Regions from separate parts of the Anas platyrhynchos genome. Here region 2 is linked to region 1. Evidence: chromatin contacts called from public Hi-C data. All regions are on one chromosome and are shown on one strand. Each heading gives the region's core, a stretch centred on a gene start, on an enhancer-like site or on the middle of the called end of the contact. The rest is flanking DNA. Distances are from core to core; before and after follow the strand shown.

Evidence for each region. A called contact is a pair of places that touch in the nucleus more often than the background predicts.
Region 2: a Hi-C map of subcutaneous adipose tissue shows a contact between it and region 1, with 1.6 times the contacts expected there. The contact joins the promoter of RAPH1 here to the enhancer-like site in region 1. A contact is called at or near these places in 3 of 8 Hi-C or Micro-C datasets (liver, skeletal muscle and subcutaneous adipose tissue).

The regions. Positions count from the first base shown.
Region 1 is chr7:26,200,977-26,203,543 of IASCAAS_PekinDuck_T2T, forward strand. All of the region lies in intron 5 of RAPH1 (Ras association (RalGDS/AF-6) and pleckstrin homology domains 1), which reads right to left. Among named protein-coding and RNA genes, the nearest start is that of RAPH1, 45 kb to the right of the region's middle. Within about 2 kb of position 1,270, at least 3 of the 8 cell types and tissues checked have an H3K27ac peak or open chromatin away from gene starts, as enhancers often do. A contact at or near this core is called in subcutaneous adipose tissue, where this site is marked.
Region 2 is chr7:26,246,124-26,248,690 of IASCAAS_PekinDuck_T2T, forward strand. RAPH1 (Ras association (RalGDS/AF-6) and pleckstrin homology domains 1) reads right to left here and starts at 1,291. Exons shown (of 17, transcript XM_038182490.2): 1 at 412-1,291.

The DNA of each region.
Region 1 (2,567 bases), core at 20-2,519:
AGGGAAAGAGAATGTGATTATGTTCTCAACCACAATGAGAGCAGAACAGTCACTAACTTAAGTACTGAAGTAAAACATCTGTAGGCATACTCAGCAAAAAACAAACTCAGGTAGCATTCTCTTTGCACAGTCAATTGTTCACTAAGTCAACAACTGAGAGTTCAGTTCTCTAAATACTACCAAAAAAAAAAACAACAACGAAACTGTCACTTCATACAAGTTCATATAATTTCCACATAAGTTCCTTCATACAAGTAACAAAAATACACTTTGGTGACAATTACTAAGTATAACAAGAAAAAAGCGGATGCAGATTAATCTTACTTTCAGCTGGACATACTATACTAGAACTGAGCACTGTCATATTGCAAATTATTTTAAAATGAAATCCAGTGAAAGTATTTCTCTATTTCCCTAATCATTGATAAGAGAAGAAAGGAGAATAAAACAAATGCATGTCTCAGGACAAAATATTCAGTCATGACACAGACATGCTTTTAAGTGCGCAGTATCAAAAACTGAACATTTTGAACATTCTGCAGTACCAAAAATTGAACTACTAAAAAGCAGTGCCTAAAGATTTCCATTCAGTGTGCCATCTAATCCTTGCTCCTTTTCCTCAAAGGTACTAAAGTATTTATTTTCAGGCATATTAATTTTGGTAACTGAGTTACACAGGTTTTGACAGATGAAAAATGCAAAAGGGGTTATAGTTTATTCTTATCAAGACCTCAGAAAAGGAATACACCTATGCCACTTAGAAACTGAAGTGGCACCGTTAGATAACAGCTGCCTGATACTTCCATATACAAGACGTATTTTCAGTTGCTTATAAAAAAAAGTTTCCGAACTATAACCACTAAGAAATTTATAACAAATTTGTTATAGAATTATTACTAGTCATTTATTCAACATAAAGGTAGTTTTAAGGCTTTAATACCTCTGTATGCCTGACCACCTAACAGTTTATTGACAGGAGCAGCCTCACATACTGTCTCTTCTCTGCTGGTCCATTGGAAGTTAACCAAATTTGCCCGAGCAGGAGCTTTAAGAATTAAAACTGTAGTCCACAAAGCCTCATTGAAGTCCAGACCACCACAACTAAAAACCTCAAGGCTGCATCTTCTCACACAGAACTGCCCAGCCTTTCAAATGGGCTGCAAACAACTATCCTTGAACAAAAGACTGGTCAAGTTCAAGAATGCTTGGGCCCATGGGAGGAGAACACAGCAGCTTTCTTACAACTGCAATGCCTGGCTGCTGCACAGCATATTGGAGCCAGACACTGGAAGTGAGAATCCAGAGCTATTACTCTGTGCTCCCAAGAGACCATCCCTCCTGGAACTTGTGCAACTCTGTTTCACTGCAAGCAATTGGAATTTCCTAACTCCAAGCATTCAGTTCTGCAACTTAAGAAAAACACCACACAACGATCAGGACTCACAAAATCCTATTTACAGCAAGTATTCATTAACTGCTATGGACCCTTATAACTTCATTCCAGTTTTGGCTGTTACAGTCCAAGCCTATTGAAACTTGATGCAGTTTAAGAAACAGGTCTGTGGACATTCCAAATTAAGGAACTGCTGCACCATGTGCATGAGATGCACTATTTGTTAGTCCGCATGCCTCCCAGGTCAAGAGAAAGAGTAGACAGGTTGTGATAGTTCTACGTTGAACACAAGTTGCTTGGGACACAGAAATTTAAGGCAAAATTGCCACAGGGAAGTCAATCCCAATCCCAAGTCACGTGTTCACAGATCTCTCTTGCATGGACAACAGGGAGGATTATTTTGCAGGAAGACCAGAAAATTATTGGAATCACTAGGCAGCTGCACAAACACCAGAGCCAACACAAGGTGGGGAAAGACTGCTCAAATCAGCAGAAAAGACTTAAATTAGCATAAAACCAAACACAAAAATCACAAATAAAATTTGTCTGCAGGGATGAGGTTTCAAGCAGTGGAGTTTTCCCAAAAGAAAACGCAAAGCAGGAAAAAAGTAAAGCTGACTATTATTTCATGGAAAATAGTTGTCTGACCTGTCCAAAAAGAGATGCGTTAGTTAAGTTGGAAGACTAAAAGGAAAAAGAACAAAAAAAAACAACAGGCCTGTAGATATCAAATCAAGAACTCCATCACTAGAAGAGAATGGGTATGCACAACTGTGGAGTTAAAGTCACAGATACACCTTTTCAGTTAGGAGTAGATAGGACATATGGACAACCTTTATTCTTTAAAACAAACAAAAAAAACAAAGACTGATACTGCTGGCCTAAAATCTACAACTTTTAAGAACATGAGGTTAAGCAAAATATCCAAAATAAGCAAATGTAACCAATGTTAAGAGTAAGTTTTGTTAACTATAACTGAAGATTTGTCTTTCTATTGACAGGCAACTATTATTATGCTATTACAGCCTAACTGCTAACCAGGATGCGCAAAACTGACACAACCAGAAGGCCAGTTCTCAGTTGTTTGATCATAACATGAAGTCTTATTTTGTGGATTCAAATTCCTTTACAAACCTGTCAAACCCTAGCTTTCATCTTATATTATAACAGTATA
Region 2 (2,567 bases), core at 41-2,540, 45 kb after region 1:
CACCCCCAAAAAAAAAAAAAAAAAAAAACAAAAACACCACAAAACCTAAACCACGGCGCCCACGGCGCCCACAGGGCTGCAGCGCCCAGCCCGAGCGGCTCCAGACGCGAGCTGAGCGCGGTGCGAGCCGGCGGCTGCCAGCACGGCGGTGCCGGTGCCGGTGGCGGTGTCGGGGAGCCGCCTGCCTGCGGCTGCACAGGGCGGGGACTCCCCGCGCTGACATTGTCTGGGTGCCACACGCCGCAGCCCCGGCTCGCTCCCCAGCCCGTTCCGAGGGGCGCTCCGCGCGGGGGGGCGCCCACGTACACCCACCCACCCCCCGGCATTTCGCCGCCTTGTTTCGCCCCCCACCCGCCGGGCAGGAAGCAGCCCCCCCCCCCAACACCCCCCTTAAGGCGTCTCCCCGCTCACCTCGCCTCAGCTGCGGGGAGCCCCCGGCGGGCAGCGGCGGTGTCCGTGAGGCGCAGGGGCGAGGCGGCGGCACCGCGCTCCGCCCGCAGCCCCCCGCGGCTGCTGCTGCTGCTGCTGCTGCTGCTGCTCCTCCCGCCGCTAATGGTGGCCGCGACTCCCGGCTCCCGCCGCCGCTCCCTTCCTTCCCCGCTGCTTGTTTCCGCCGCACCGCCTCCGCCCGGCAGCCGCAGCACGTCCGCGCCGGGCTCGGGCAGCGCCGCTCCCTCCCTGCCCTGCCCTGCCCAGCCCCGCTCGCCGCTCCCGGCTGGCCGCTCCCCGCCGCCGCTCCGCGCTCCCCCCCTTCGCCGCCCGACTTCCGGCGCGCGGAGGCCGCGCCTCGCCTCGCCCCGCCTCAACGCCAGCGCCCGGGGGGCGACCGAGGCCCTCCCTGAGGCGGCGGGCGCGGGAGTGACCGTTGGGCGCGCGGGGGTGACCGTTGAGGCGGTTGGCGCGCGGGGGCGGTTGGCGCGCGGGGGACCGTTGGGCGGTTGGCGCGGGCAGCGCGTGCCGTGCCCCGGCTGTGGCAGAGCCGCAGCTGGCAGCGGGACGGGGCTGGGCGCGGAGCGGAGCCGCTGCCCCCTGAGTGCGGCAGGGCTGGGGAAGGCAGCAGCACGGACCTGCCCGAAATGCTGGGGCAGGTCTCCAGGGTGGCACGGGGGATTCTGACCCTGTCCATCACAGCTCTGCATGTGTGTGCGTGCACGGGTACACACACACACTGCTGCCCCATCACACAACGCCTTGTGCCTGTGACCCCTGACCGCTCTAAGGAGGAGAAAAAGTGTTTGACTCTTTCCATCTGTTCTTAGATTTTTGCCAGCTAAAGTGTTCAAGGTTCAAAGTCATTAAAAACCTTTCTTGTGCATCAATAACTTGCTTGACCTATGCTGTATTTCTTGCTGCTCAGCTAGCTGTAGTGGTGTTTCCAAACAGGAGTTATGATGAAGTATTGTGGTATTAGCAACAGGTGTAGCTCCTGTAGCCATGAACATAAATAATTCAGGTGGTTCAGCCAGTACTTGAGAAATGTCTTCTCTCAGCTGTTACCTGTTGTTCAGATTAAACACCTGAAGAGAACTGGACACCAAAGCAACAGGTGCAATGGCAACAGAAGTCCACAACGGGAGTGAAGACTTGGGCAGGAGCTTCTGGGGCCTCAAGCCAGCCATCGTGATACATAATCTGCTGTAGAAACTGCTCCTGTTCTAGACTACGGCCACGAGACTTTCTCAGGGCTACTTTCCTTTGTAGGACAGGCTGCTGCTGTTTGTGTGAGAGCAAGTTCAAACAGGAGCTCCACAAACATGTGACATTCACATTCACATGTGAATGTGAAAGCACCATCTTCTGAACTCATTTCATCAGAATAAATCAGGAAAAATCTTGACTAATACTAGCTAAAATACTCCTGATTTACAGTGGGATGGCAGGTCTGAATCCAAAGCACAGAATGGGTGAGTGAAAAGACGACCACCTCTTACGTACTTCCCCCTCATTGTGTTCCTGATAACTAGAGAAGTACGCTCTTCCCATTTCCCAGGTGATGATTTAGAGCACAGAGAAAGTAAGCTACCTACAGCCAGAGAGGAAGCCTCTTTCAGAGCCAAGGTCAGCAATCAAATTCATTATGGACTCATCAGCCGAGATTCTTTTTATGGGAATACCATGGTTGCTGTAACACAGACTAGCGTTCATCATAGCATCAACATAGCATTCATCAGTGCGAGCGCTCCTTGGTGAAAAGTCAAACCATCCCACCACAATCTCAATGAACCAGCAGGGCTAACACATGGCAAGAAAACATTTCTTCTTGACCCTCAAAGCAATCAGCTTATGTTGCTGAAGCAGGAAGCTTGTTTGCCCCCTGCACTGTTTTAATCTAGCGCATGCAGCTGCAAATGTTGCTTTTGCTCACAAAGCTTCCTAAATCCTTTTTTTAATTCTACTTAACTCTTTGTCTTGATGACTGCCTATGGCAATTGGATTCCATAGATAGAAAATACACTGCACAAAATAATATTGAAAATGTATTCTGGAAGGTTTTGCTTTGTCATTTGGGATACAAAGGCTGCAATTAACTGACTGCACCAGGCACCTGATGAAGTTTCATCTTACAT